Regions from separate parts of the Sus scrofa genome. Here all the other regions are linked to region 2. The links are chromatin contacts, called in public Hi-C and HiChIP or PLAC-seq maps. All regions are on one chromosome and are shown on one strand. The core of a region is the stretch at or near the end of the contact, and the rest is flanking DNA. Distances in the headings are between cores, read along the strand shown. Region 1 holds the start of RPRD2 (regulation of nuclear pre-mRNA domain-containing protein 2). Region 2 holds the start of CDC42SE1 (CDC42 small effector 1). Region 3 holds the start of C4H1orf54. Region 4 holds the start of SF3B4 (splicing factor 3B subunit 4). Region 5 holds the start of PRPF3 (pre-mRNA processing factor 3).

What was found. Hi-C and Micro-C count contacts between places; a contact is called where the count stands out from the background. HiChIP or PLAC-seq counts read pairs in DNA pulled down with a chosen protein or histone mark.
Region 1: an H3K27ac HiChIP or PLAC-seq map of alveolar macrophages shows a contact between it and region 2. The contact joins the promoter of RPRD2 here to the promoter of CDC42SE1 in region 2. A contact is called at or near these places in 1 of 5 promoter capture datasets (liver) and 2 of 2 datasets of contacts at active chromatin or transcription factors (alveolar macrophages and skeletal muscle).
Region 3: a contact with region 2 is called in an H3K27ac HiChIP or PLAC-seq map of alveolar macrophages. The contact joins the promoter of C4H1orf54 here to the promoter of CDC42SE1 in region 2. A contact is called at or near these places in 1 of 5 promoter capture datasets (fetal liver) and 2 of 2 datasets of contacts at active chromatin or transcription factors (alveolar macrophages and skeletal muscle).
Region 4: a contact with region 2 is called in a Hi-C map of embryonic fibroblasts, with 2.2 times the contacts expected there. The contact joins the promoter of SF3B4 here to the promoter of CDC42SE1 in region 2. A contact is called at or near these places in 1 of 5 promoter capture datasets (fetal liver) and 1 of 47 Hi-C or Micro-C datasets (embryonic fibroblasts).
Region 5: an H3K27ac HiChIP or PLAC-seq map of skeletal muscle shows a contact between it and region 2, with 4 times the contacts expected there. The contact joins the promoter of PRPF3 here to the promoter of CDC42SE1 in region 2. A contact is called at or near these places in 2 of 5 promoter capture datasets (fetal liver and liver) and 2 of 2 datasets of contacts at active chromatin or transcription factors (alveolar macrophages and skeletal muscle).

The regions. Positions count from the first base shown.
Region 1 is chr4:98,733,352-98,736,051 of Sscrofa11.1, forward strand. RPRD2 (regulation of nuclear pre-mRNA domain-containing protein 2) reads right to left here and starts at 1,255. Exons shown (of 11, transcript XM_013988087.2): 1 at 1-1,255.
Region 2 is chr4:98,171,228-98,173,927 of Sscrofa11.1, forward strand. It overlaps CDC42SE1 (CDC42 small effector 1), which reads left to right and starts at 1,441. Exons shown (of 5, transcript NM_001190193.1): 1 at 1,441-1,499. MLLT11 (myeloid/lymphoid or mixed-lineage leukemia; translocated to, 11) reads right to left here and starts at 447. Exons shown (of 2, transcript NM_001244607.1): 1 at 292-447.
Region 3 is chr4:98,813,177-98,815,876 of Sscrofa11.1, forward strand. It overlaps C4H1orf54, which reads right to left and starts at 1,451. Exons shown (of 6, transcript XM_001924595.5): 1 at 1,309-1,451. The coding sequence starts at 1,417.
Region 4 is chr4:99,122,202-99,124,901 of Sscrofa11.1, forward strand. SF3B4 (splicing factor 3B subunit 4) reads left to right here and starts at 1,363. Exons shown (of 6, transcript XM_001926489.5): 1 at 1,363-1,490; 2 at 1,970-2,098; 3 at 2,635-2,700. The coding sequence starts at 1,457. MTMR11 (myotubularin related protein 11) reads left to right here. Exons shown (of 17, transcript NM_001243446.1): 17 at 1-608. The coding sequence ends at 67.
Region 5 is chr4:98,770,248-98,772,947 of Sscrofa11.1, forward strand. PRPF3 (pre-mRNA processing factor 3) reads right to left here and starts at 1,384. Exons shown (of 16, transcript NM_001135965.1): 1 at 1,358-1,384. It overlaps LOC110260326 (a long non-coding RNA gene), which reads left to right and starts at 1,526. Exons shown (of 2, transcript XR_002343444.1): 1 at 1,526-1,758; 2 at 2,296-2,547.

The DNA.
Region 1 (2,700 bases), core at 5-2,504, 560 kb after region 2:
TGCGAGTGCGTGAAAGCCGCAGGTGGGGAGGGAGGCCAGGGGGTGGAGATGGTGCACGCGCTAGGCTCTTCTGGAGGTAGGACGGGAGGACCAGCTGCTGGGCACGCTGGTGGCTCCTACACGTTGCAAGGAGGGGCTGCGGGTTTCGAAGGTTTATCAAAATTGTTCAAAGGATTGTGTTTAAACCAGTCAGTAATCTCGGAAGAAACGCAGAAAACACGTCCTGCAAAGCCTTTTCTAAACGCCTGGCCCAGAAATTAATGGTTTTATACTCTTCGGCTCTCAATGCTTAAGCCCCTTCCCCACACTCCTCTAAGAACGGGCGTTAATATCTTACAGTTAATACTACCCGACTGCCCCTTCAGCTGCAGAAATCTCTCTCCCCTTTAGGTCCTCTAACACAGGAAAGGCCCAAGGCTACCTAGTCAGGATTTTTTTTGCAACGCAATAGCAGCAAAGGGACAGCAACAGTATCGCGCACGCGCTGCTTGGCTCCGCCCCCCCGCTTCCTTCTCAACCTAGAAAGCGGAGGGAGGCGTGATGGCGGGGCAACCTGGCCAATCAAGGGAGAGGAACGAGAAGCGCGCGCAGAAGCCCACAAGCCCCAAGGGCTAAGGAGACACTCCGATTATTTGTGCGCCTGCGCAATAAGCCAGCGTGTAGCGGGTTGGGAGGAGAAACCTGGAGGGGAGGGTGAGGGAGTTGGTCAAACTAAGGAGAGGTTGGGGGAGGGGCTTCACCGCTCCACCCGGCGTTTTGCTTCCTAGCGAGGTCTCTCTCGGAGCAGTCCAGCTCACACAACAGGGCCGAGAAACTCCCACCGCTTAGCAGCCACTGTTACGTTCTGGCACCTGCAGCTACCGCCGCCGCCGCTGCTGGCAACTCCTTGGGGCATGGAACGCGACAAAGTACCTGGCAGCCATTTTGCCGTGTCTCAGACGATGCGCATGCGCCAGCTCCCTTGCGCCATTCACTACGCAGACTCCCAGACCGAGCAATATTTTACACTCTCCTTGGACAATACCATTTACAGCCACTTGACGTTGGATTATAGGGAAAGGAAGTAAATGAAGTGAAACGGAAAATTTCCCTGTAGAATTTGAGACGAGAAAAGAATAAAAGGCGAAGTAATCGCACCTTCACCAATTATGGTACAGTTTCATAACTGCATGAAACATAGTTTCCAAAAGACTTAGATATCTATTGTATTGATTAGCACAACCTAGATTAACCATGCCATCCCATTTTCCTATGTAAATCATCTGGACAGATTTGGAGGCTCCTGTGTTCCACTAAACACGTGTAATTATTGTATTTTAACTCTTTCACTCTCCCTAGTAGACTCAGGTTTCTTGAGGCGAGGAACCTGTTTTGTCAAGCTCAAATCTAGTATTTGTTAATTCAACAAAAAGTTGTCGAACGTCTTATGTCAAGTACAGTTTTAGACGTGGGGGAATACAGCAAAATGACAAAGTCCCTTCCCTCCAGGGCTTAGTGGCAGGAGACCATAAAAAATACATATATCAGGAAGTAATAATTTCTCTCAAGAAGCATGAAGCAGGGTAAGGGAGAGGAAGGGCACTGCACATATAACACTGTAAGAGAATGGGAGTGAGAGTTTGGTGATCAAGGATGGCTTCTGGTAGTAAGTGATACTTGATGTGAATGTTGAGAACAAGGCAACCAAGCAAATATGGGAAAGGGGGAAGAAAACATGGTGGCAGACAGAACAGCAAGTGTAAAGGACCTAATACAGGAATGTTTTGATACCTTAGAGGGAAAACAAGGAGGCCACTGTGGCTAGAGAAGAGTAAGAGAGGCGTCAAGTGGTAGAATATGAGATCTCAGAGATGAAGGAAAAGAGTTCACATAGACCCTGGAAGGCCACTGGAAGGACTTTGGCTTTTAACGTTGAGTTGGGGAGCAATTTTAAGCAGAGTGTTTTTAAGAAGAAAAGTTACATCGCATTCTTTTTAAAAGATCATGTTGGTTGTTGTGTGGAAAATAGATTTTGGGGAGTTCCCCGGAGCAGCAGAAATGAATCTGACTAGGAACCACGAGGTTGTTGTGTTCCTTCCCTGGCCTGGCTTAGTGGGTTAAGAATCTGGCTTTGGGAGTTCCCATCGTGGCTCAATGGTTAGTGAATCCGACTAGGAACCATGAGGTTGTGGGTTCGATCCCTGGCCTTGCTCAGTGGGTTAAGGATCCGGCGATGCCATGAGCTGTGGTGTAGGCTACAGACTTGGCTCAGATCCCGCGTTGCTGTAGCCACTGCTACAGCTACGATTAGACCCCTAGCCTGGGAACCTCCATATGCTGCGGAAGCGGCCCAAGAAATGACAAAAAGATAAAATAAAATAAATAAAAATAAAAGAATCTGGCTTTGCCATGAGCTGTGGTGTATGTGGCAGACGTGGCTCGGATCTGGTGTTGCTGTGGCTGTGGTGTAGGCCAGCAACTGTAGCTCTTATTAGACCCCCAGCCTGGGAACCTCCATATGCCTCGGGTGTGGCCCTGAAAATAAAAAAAAAAGGAAGTAGACTTTGGAGAGTTCCCGTCCTGGCACAGTGGTTAACGAATCTGACTAGGAGCCGTGAGGCTGAGGGTTCGGTCCCTGGCCTTGCACAGTGGGTTAAGGATCCAGCATTGCCATGAGCTGTGGTGTAGGTCCCAGTCGAGGCTTGGATCCCTTGTTGCTGT
Region 2 (2,700 bases), core at 191-2,690:
ATTATCATCAGGGCAATATAGGCAAATTGATCAATGGAATGAGATAAATGCTGAAAAATAATTACATGTAAATTGTTAGAAATTAATCTAAAGGATTATAAGGCATGGATGGAGATCTTAGCAAAGACATGTAAAACCGTGAACAAATTACTATCTGCTGTTCACAGCGCTGCCTTCTCTCCTCTTGAACTATCCCCCAACCTCATCCTCATTTGGGGTCTTCAGTCTAACTAGAAACAGCTGCTCTTTATCTTTGCAGCCCCCTGGCCCCCCTCCCTCAGTTTACTTTACCTGTTATCGATGAATTATGAGCGTGTTCCAAAGATGGAGGGAGTACCTCGGAGCTCCGGTGTCTGCTCTGGGCTGGAGAAAAAGAAAGCTACTGGGGTTTTGACGGCTTTGTCTTCTCACTCCCTCTCCCTGTTCAGTGACTGAGTCAGTCTGCTCAGTCTCCCCCTGCAATGCAGCCCCTCCTAAGAAGGGCGGAAGGACTTCCCGCCCCCTCCCTGCCTGACTCGGCTAATTCAAATGATAGGTTCCAGAACACGTTAGGGAGGGAGACAGGATTAAAGCATCTCCGTAGGCTCATTGGTCTGCGCAAAGATTCCTGAGCTCTTCCAGCACCCCCATGCTGACTGAGGGTGCAATGAATGAGCAGTCCGTTGTCCTCTACTTTTAGGTCTATAGATTAAATATCTTAACTCTATTGATGGAGGAGAGGAGTGTCCTTTTATTCCCCAATTTGATTTCAGGTTACGAACTGTTTTTGAGAATCAGAAAAATTCTCCATCCTTCCCGATTTGCCTCCCCACCCTCCCGGCGGGTAAATACACCCAGCTCTATTCCATCTGGTATAGGGCACAGGAAGACTGGGGGCTGTGCGTGCTTCTGCAAATCTCTGAAAAAGGTTGGGGCCGGAGGATTTGGGGGCTCCGCTTCCTCTTGCCCCGCAACGTCTGGCGCGCGAAGAGATAGTGCGATTCCGGAGGGTCCAGCTTGGATGCCAGGCCCTCCTCGAGGGTCCACTTTCCCGGGTTCAACCCGCAGGGGCGGCGGCCCCCGGGGGCTTCCGAGGCCCCTCCCACGTCCCTTCACAGAGCAGTGCCTCCTTAGTCCAGAGTGGAGCTGTGCGCCCGGCTCCCAGCCGGACGGGTTTCGTAATCGCGTCGCGGCCGTTTCCGCCCTCGGCCAGCCCCACCTCTGCCGGCCCGCCCTCGGCTCCCCACCGCGCCGAGGAGCGAGCCCGGGAACCCCACATTGGCGGGCACCGAGCGGGGGCCCCCCACCAGCTGCCGGACGCCTGGATGCCGTAGCAGAGCAGGTGAGGACTGGGAGTCGGTCGCTCGGCCGGTGCGCCCCGCCTGCCCAGCCAGGCGGAGACGCACCGGATGCTGGGGGTGGGGGAGAAGGGCGTCCGCGTCTGCCGAGATGCTGGGTCGGTGGCAGAAGGGGTGCGCTCGGTGAGTGACCGTCCCTGTCCACGCTCGGGCGGTGCACAGGTGAGGCCCATGAAGAGTAGAAGGGAAAGAAGGGTCTGGAGTGTTGGGGAGTTGGGAAGAAAGTCTCTTTTGAGACTCAACTAGCCTCAGTGTTGGCTGTGCCGACAAAGTGAAGCGGAGCTGGTCCGGGAGAGTCTAGATCTGAGACAGGCAGCCACGGAAGGCAGTGGCTCAGTTGGAAAGATTCACAGAGAGGTCCCAATCCTAATTCAGCCTCGGGAGGAGCAGAGACTTTCCAGGTAGAGTTGGGGGTGGGGGTGAGCAGAAATGGAATCTATGTCACTGAATATATTGGGAAGGGGGAGTTTTTAGGGCCTAGCTCTGTTTCCTCTTGAGCCTCCCCAAGACCTACCTGGGGAAGGACACAGTTGGTCCTGGGGCAAATGCTTGTCACTTGACTGAAAGATGGGGTTCACCTCTATTTCTCTAGAGCCCCCGCAGCAGCCCTCCATGTCTGGAGGTCTCCATAGGGGACCAGCTGCAGTCCTGGGCTCATAGCCAGAACAGCCCACTCCATTCTCTCAGTTCTCTTTCTCTTTCTCTCCAGCTGCTTCTTGTGAAGGCTTGTCAGGCAGCGGGTTGGAGGCCTTGAGGCTGGAGGCAGCGGGACCGGGAAAACCGGTTTGGGGCTAGAACAGGACCAGGGAACTACCTCTGTACATCCTTCCTCCCTGGAACCTTTCTCCCCACTTCTCACTCCCCAGTAGTTTTAAAGCTCTTAAGCTCCATTGTGACCTTGATGTCTTTCCAGCTCTGCATTTCACCTTACCTACCAGTTCTCTGCACTATTTGGCTGTCAGGATGCGGCCTTACGTGATCTAATCCTGACCCCTGCTGCTGTTTACCCAGCCCCTTCCCCTTTATTGTGGGGTTGAGACAGTGGGTAGTGGGTTCAGGTGCTCTTCCTCCTGGACTTTCCAGTTCAAGACTTGATTTTTCCTCAACCCATTCAAGATATTTTAAAGGAGAGTGGCAGCCAATCACTCTTACTTCCTTTTCTGGCCTTGTTCCCCTCCCCCGTCTCCACCAGCACATTCACCCTGCCCGGTTTTCTCCTCTCACTCACCCCACCCCCAAGTTTCAGAGACCCTTATGTCCTGTGTCCTAGGGAATGGAATTTCCTGGTCACTCCTCATCATTATTGGACATTTCATGCTGAGTCCCACACACAGTCTCCCTCCACCCAGCTCTGGCCAGGTCC
Region 3 (2,700 bases), core at 201-2,700, 640 kb after region 2:
TCTCTCTCTCTCTCTCTCTCTCTCTCTCTCTCTCTCACACACACACACACACACACACACACACACACACACACACAGCCTTAGGCTTATGTTTTACTGTGGTTTTTTTCTGGCTGTGCCTGCAGTATATGGAGGTTCCCAGGACAAGGATCAAACCCACACCACAGCAGTGTCATTGCACACGGCTGCAATGACAACGCCGGGTCCTTAACCCCACTGTGCCACAAGAGAACTCCACGGTGAAATTTGTGTTTTGTTTATTTGTCTTTTGTCATTTTAGGGCCGTACCTGAAGCATATGGAAGTTCCCAGGCTAGGGGCTGAATTGGAGCTACAGCTGCCTGCCTACACCACAGCTCATGGCAACGCCGGATCCTTAACCCACTGAGTGAGGCCAGAGATCGAACCCAAATCCTCATGGATCCTTGTCAGGATCGTTAACTGCTGAGCCACAAAGGGAAGTCCCCAAAATTTAGGTTTTATTGTGGGTTTTTTTCTGGTTTCTGAACTCGGGTTTTTGTTCCAATTTTACCTCTAACTCTGGAATATCTCTGAACAAGCCGTCTAACATCCCTTTTCTTAAAATGAGTCAGCTGGACTAAATGATCTGGCTGCATTAGCTTTTCCTTTCTAGGACTAAAAATATGCATCTTTGGTATGGTTTGGTCATGAACTCTAGGCCTCCTGCTAAACATTTCCCTAAGCTCCTTGAAAGCTCTCTCTTACCCCAAGCAATGACACAGGAATCTGGAGGAAAGGCAAACAATGAGAGCACCTGGCAGACGGGGAACAAAAGAGGGAAGGAGCCAAGCTACTTTGGGGACCCCGTCCCTGAAGGCAGCCAGTACTCGTTATCCTTAAGGCCACTCCTTCTGTGTCTTTACTAATACAAGGAATTTTTTTTTTTTTTCCTCCAACTTGATGTGAAAGAAGATACCCTGGCTTCCCTCTCTAGTTTCAGACTGCCCCACCTTCAAAGAGTCTACCTCTCTCCACTCTCACTTTGGTCTTTCTCATCTCGTTCAATTCCGTGGTGATGGTGAGTTGAGCTCACTCTTATTAGGACTTCCCCATGGCTGGGCTCCATCCCCATCAGCTGCCTCTTCTTTGACAAGGCTCTGCTTTCCTCTCCCATGCCTGGCTCTAATTTCCAGTTCCCCCCTCTGCCCCAAATATCTAACACACTCGAGAGCACGTTAATCACTCCTTATTAACTTCTTACCTCCCACCCTCCCCTCATTTTCTTTTCTCCCATCCTGCTTATTGTAGAAGACCTGGCCCAAAAGCTCAGAGAGAGATGTGAACTTACCCAGGATGAGTGGCACGGCAAGGATGGCTACAAAGAGGACATCCATTCTGGATTCTTCACTATTGCCTTGCAAGTAAAAAAGGAAGTTACAGCGTTTCCCACCAAACATTCCCCGCCTCCGGCCCTCCCCCAAGGCAAGGAGGGAGCTGCAGCAACTCTTCTCCCAGGGGGCTGGGGCATTCCCTGCCCACTTGCTGACTGACTAGAACTTCAGTTACTACCGCCAGGGTTCTGAGCCAGAGCTCCACAGATCAAGAGAGGCAAAGTGAATTATTATTATTTTTTTCTGTGTTTTGTCTTTTTAGGGCCCCACCCTCCTCACATGGAGGTTTCCAGGGTAGGGGTCAAATTGGAGCTGTGGCTGCCAGCCTACGCCACAGCCACAGCAACTCGGGATCCTAGCCTGTCTTCCACTTACACCACAGCTCAAGGCAATGCTGGATCCTTAAACCACTGAGCAAGACCAGGGGTGGAATCTAAGTCCTCATGGATACTAGTCGGGTTCGTTAACCACTCAGCCACACAGGGAACTCCCAAGAGGCAAAGTGAATTTTGATGGAAACGTGTTCATCGAGCTCCCCCAGCCCTACATAGACTAGATTCATTCAGGACTCCTGCTGCCATTTCCAGAAAACAAACAAACAAACCAAAAAACCCCAACCCAAACAGAATTCTCTTATGACTCAGTAGGTTAAAGATCCTTGTTAAGTGTTTCACTGCAGCAGCTGGGGTGGCTGCTATGGTGGGGATTCCCTGGCCCAGGAACTTCTGCATGCTGCAGGTATAGTATGGCAAAACAAAACAAAACAAAACAAACAAACAAACAAACAAAAACCTCAAACCCCAAAACCCAGCCTATCAAGGAATCCCGCCCCCCCAACTCCTCTCCTTTCCTTTCTTGCTCCCAGTCCTCACAAAAAGCTCAACTTAGCTCTTACTGTCCCTAACTGTCATCACCCAGAGCTGCCCTTCTCACTGAGACTTCATCACAATCTATTTCTTCACAGTCAAAATATTCTGAGGAGAGGATGAGCATTTTTTTAAGAAAAAATTAAAAAAGAGAGAAAATTCTCTCTCTCCTCTGCTTTAGACTATGAAGTATGAGAGCAATATCAACACCATCGTCTAACTCTCAAAGCACCTGCTGCAATGCTTCTGAAAAAAAGAAAAAAAAAAAAAAAAAACAAAACCTTCAGTCAAGGCCAGTTACTTCCCCTCAGCTAAGGACTGACCTCACCTCACCTCTTTCTCAACTTTCTGCACACAGGATGGGAGAAGGGGGGAAGCAGGTAGTCTCTTTCCCTGTTCTATATGCCATACCCTTTCTCCCACTTTGTCACTTGGTGTGTTCCCTTCAATCCAACCCACAGGGTGAGTTCATTTTATGTCTCT
Region 4 (2,700 bases), core at 113-2,612, 950 kb after region 2:
AAGAATATCTCCTGAGGATCACTCCAAGAAAAGAGATCCAAATACCATTCTTTCCCAATCCCACTGAAATTGCTGGCTCTCTCATGGGCGGGGCAGAGAGTGGTCTGGGGTGAGGGAGAATTCTGTCTAATCCTTCAAATCTTATCTGGTTTTACTCCCTCAGCTTTCATATGCCAGCCTTTAAACAAGCTCACTGACTTGAGTTTCCATAGCTGATAGGTGGCTAACCTTATCCAACTCTTACCCTATCCTTCTTGGTTTAAATAGTTTCTTGTGACCTGAAGAATTAAAGAAACAAAACCAACAAAACCAATCCGGAATATGATTGCCCTTTTTTCATGCATTCCAACCCTTTTGGATGGAAATTTTGGATACTGAGCTGGTAAATTGTGAGGTCAGAGAAACAATTTGTCAGTGCCAACAAGATGGCCTACAGACCTCCTTCTCACCTCCCCCTGCTGCTCCTTTGATTCCAATTTCTATTTCTTCCCTTAAAGTTTTCTCTGGGTGTGGTGTGGCTATGGGAGACACCCAGTCTTTTCCAATTGTATATTTTTGTAACGGCATTTCTATTTAAGGAGTTCATTAAATCACAGTATTTATACACACTGCTGGCATTGTTTCTTGTGTCTGAATAAAGGAACCTAGGTAAGATAGTGATGGTGTGACTCAAGAGAGGAAGATACAGACCGAATTACTGCTAAGGAAATAAGGGGATGGTTCAGGTGAAGCTCTGCAGAATTCATAGTTTGGGTTCTCCCTGTGGTGCTGATGTGGCAAAAACAGACCCAGACGTTGTTGTTGGGGCTGGGGTGTGCTCTGGGGGTTGAGACCAAAGCCTCTGGACTTCAGTGTTAACCACTCTTCAGCGCTGGTCACACACACTCCCATCTCTGAGCCTCTGGTTCCCGTCACCCCCAATGCAATACTGACTAGGCAAGCTCAACGTCACTCCAGCTCAGACATTCCGCAATCCCTTCCCTGAGGAAAAATGAAAGCCCAGGCCAGGACTATGGGGCCCCATCTGTCCAAAGGCTGCGGGCCGGGGTGGACAGCTGCCTCCACGCCTTGGGCAGAAGACCCTTCTCTGGGAATCAAAGGAGGCCACAAAATATACGAAAAATATTGTTCTCTTAGCTCCTGAATTGACATTTTTGGGAGCAGCGTGATCCTTTAACTTCAAGCACTGCCTTAGGGCGTTTGAGAGATTCCGATCCGCGTTCCCCGCCCTAACCTGTCAGAGCGGCACTTCAACACAAAACCAAAGACCGCGGAACACGGTAACACCAATCACTTCAAGTCTCAGCGGCTCCTAAAATGGCCGCGGCCGCTTCCGGCTCCTCCCCTGCATAGGCCCCGCCCACCGCCTCTACGTCCGCCTTCGCCCCGGAAGTGGAAGTAGTACTGCGGTCAGGAGGCGGTATCGCTGCCTGGAGACGGCGGGAGGTCTTTCGCCATGGCTGCTGGGCCGATCTCCGAGCGGAATCAGGGTGAGTGGAGGGCACAAGTCCGGGATGGGCCCAGGGGAGTTTGGGGGATCTCGGGTTACAGCCAGCAGTGTTTCCGCCAGGGCGGGAGATTGGAGCATCCCAAAAGGCGCTAGACCGGCCTGATGCCTGCTGGGGCGGGATGGACGGGTGCCCAGAGGCTGAGGCCTGTAGGTGTGATGTTGTCTATGTCCCATCCCCTGCTGCCTTCCCACTCACGCACACAAAAAATTACAAAGAGAATGTGCGCCAGAACTTTAAATTATATTTAAGAAGATTTTGTATTACCTGGAATGGAGGGCGGTGTAGGGGTATAAGCTAACGTCTTTTTTTTTTTTTTTTTTTTTTTTTCTTTTCTTTTTCTCTTTGCTCCAATACCCCATCTCCACCCGCAACTCCACCGCCTGGGTTCCGACTTCATGTTCCCGTCACCTCCTTATTTCCTCTCATCTCTGTCCTAACCTCCTAACCCTGTCCTCCAGATGCCACTGTGTACGTGGGGGGCCTCGATGAGAAAGTTAGCGAACCACTGCTGTGGGAACTGTTTCTCCAGGCAGGGCCAGTAGTCAACACCCACATGCCAAAGGATAGAGTCACTGGTCAGCATCAAGGTGAGTACATGGCAAGAAGTGCAGTTATTTTTCATTTAATTTATTTTTTGGTCTTTTTGTCATTTCTAGGGCCGCTCCCGCGGCATATGGAGGTTCCCAGGTTAGGGGTTGAATCGGAGCTGTAGCCACTGGCCTATGCCAGAGCCACAGCAAGGTGGGATCCGAGCGGCGTCTGCAACCTACACCACAGCTCACTGGCAACGCCGGATCCTTAACCCACTGAGCAAGGGCAGGGATCGAACCCACAACCTCATGGTTCCTAGTCGGATTCGCTAACCACTGAGCCACGACGGGAACTCCCAAGAAGTGCAGTTATGTTTTGAGGAAACAAACTGCTCCTGGAAGGTCCCGGCAGTATTCACAACTGTTTGGAATAAGCAAGCTAAAGTTTTCTTTCTCTTAAACTCAGTTTGTTTCTGGAACCATTCTCAGTTGAAGTAGGATTATTTTTTCTTGTTCTTTGTACTTTAGAAGGTGAGTTATACCTCATTTTGAATCGCTTCACTTAAGTTAACTCTTCTTTTCCATTTCCCTAGGCTATGGTTTCGTGGAGTTCTTAAGTGAGGAAGATGCTGACTATGCCATTAAGATCATGAACATGA
Region 5 (2,700 bases), core at 134-2,633, 600 kb after region 2:
CCAGGCTAGGGATCTAATCGGAGCTGTACCCGCCGGCCTACGCTAGAGCCACAGCAACGTGGGATCCGAGCCGAGTCTGCGACCTACACCACAGCTCACGGCAACGCCGGATCCTCAACCCACTGAGCAAGGCCAGGGATCGAACCCACAACCTCATGGTTCCTAGTCGGATTCGTTAACCACTGAGCCACGACAAGAACTCCGGTACAGTCTAATTAACTTCTGCATTCTTGGTAGGTTTATCCTCTATAAGACCTGTTGCTAAACAGTGTATTTAATTTTGGTATAACCATATGAAGCTAGTGAAGTCATGAAACTAGGAGTAAAAGATTTTGTGTCTTACTGACATGTTATATAATAAATCTATGATGGCTCTATTTACCCATCATGAGACAGCACTATAGCTTATCAATTTCAACATGCTAACTGTTCAATGCTCAAAAGAAGGGTATTCAGACAACATAGGGAGTGAAGAAAGAGCTCTTCCATTTACTAACCTTCTGTCAAGCAATTCCTCTGAGCCTCAGTTCATTCATCTTACAAAAGGAGGACAACTGCCATAGCTATCTGGCACTTAATTCATTCAGTAAGTATTTACTGCACAACAACTAAGTGTTAATGTAGTGGGATACTGCCAAGGATACATACAACAGTGAACAAAAGAGACAAGAATCCTCACCTTAGAGGGCTTATATTCCACTAGAACTGAATCATAGATTAGAAAGTTTAAGCCGTTTGAAAATCCAAAGCAATAAACGGGGTACCACTCTATAAACGAACCGTATGCCCAAGCACTATACTTATGTACTCAATTTCAACCCATTCCCTCCATAATATAACGTGCAGACTAAACAGTCAGTGGGCAAAAATCAAACTTCCAAATAGTAACTAGCTTTGTCATTAATCAGACGTTCAACAATAACTGCGTGGGGCGGGGTGGGGGTGGTTACGGTGTGGAGGGAGAGAGAGGAAGGCAGAATGATCTCAATGAGCAGGTAGCAGAATCTAATCTTCTGAAGGAATTCCTTACTTCGTGCTCTTCTTTGCTACAAGTCGAATTTCCTCCCTTAAACCCTATCCTTTGCTTTTTGCTCTCTCCATCTCTCTGACCGGACCCTTTCCCCACCTTGTTCTACCCAAACTCATCTCAGAGGTAGTCTCCTCACCCTGTCCCTTTCCCGCCCCCGCCCTTTTCCTCTCAACAATCTCATTCCAACCCGTTCTCGCACAGAACCTGGTTCTTTCCTCAGCCTCCTTTCTGTTGAACCTCCCGCCTCGGTCCTCCCTTTGGACTGAAACTTAGCCCCAGCCGCTAGGACCCGAGCATACCCTCTCTGGGCCCGGGGCCACTACTCACCTCACAAACTTCAGCCCCTGAGACGGAGCCCGAACGTTACACCGGAACCGGAAACCCTCCGACCGCCCTACGGCCTGCCGTCGCTACCGCCACGGCTGCTGCCTCGCCACGGTCCCACAACTTGTGACGAAAGAGGGCGGGGCCCCGGTTCGCGCAGCCGTAGTAGCTACTTTTCCGCGGCGGAGCGCATGCGTGGCGGAGCCGTAACGATTTCCCCCGGCAAGCTACTTGGCTCCTTCGGTTCCCCGTGCTAAACCTGTTAACTACATTAGCGCAAAATTAATGTTACCTGAAGCATAAATTGAGCTGCTTGTAGTATTCCCGTGGAGAATAAGTGCGCTAAGGCTATGGCTAGAACTAAAAGCAGAGCTTCTGCGTTTGGGCTAAACCTGGACTTTCTGGTAGGAAGTAAACTTCAGAGTAGTGATCGTTAGTATTAACCACTCTCTCCTTAGCCTTTGTCCTTAACAGTGGTGCCAAGAGACCCAGAAAACCGACTAGTGTGGGAGGAGTCTGAAGATAGTACCCTCTCACACACCTTTGTTTCTTTCTTCCATTCATTCGCAAAACAAATAATTGCTGGCAGTCTAGTACTTTTTAGGCCCCACCTGCAGCATATATAAATTCGGGTTAGGGGTTGAATCAGAGCTGCAGCTTCTGGCCTATGCCACAGCCACGCAGAATCAGAGCTAGGACTGTGACCTACACCACAGCTCAGGGCAACACTGGCTCCTTAATCCACTGGGCAAGGCCAGGGATGGAACCTGTGTTCTCATGGATACTAGTGGGGTTCTTTACTCGCTGAGCCAGGACAGGAATTCCTAATCAACCATTTTGGTCCTCAACTAATCCTTACCTAACAAGCACCTTTACTTCTTGCCAGCTCCAATTATAATTCTTTTCTTTTTTTTTCTTCCTTTTTACGGCCTAACTTGCAGAATACAGAAGTTGCTGGTCTAGAGGTTGAATCGGAGCTGCACCTGCTGGTCTGTGCCACAGCCACAGCCACACTGGATCTGAGCCGCACCTGTGTTCTACACTGCAGCTTGCTGCAACACTGGATCCTTAACCCACTGAGCAAGGCCAGTTTGATGTGGGATCAAACCCACATCCTCGTGGATACTAGTTCTTAACCCCAATTATAATTCCTCCAATTATAATTTTTAATAAACAACTTATTTAACTACCTGTAAGCTTGTAAGCCTCCCCAATTTTGTAGTCCAGCAGAACACGATTCAAGTGCTTCTTAAACCTGTGTCTCCCTCAGTAAAGAACTTATATAAAGCTAAACTCATGAAGTTCCCACTGTGGCCCAACAGGATCACAGCATCTCTGCAGTGTTG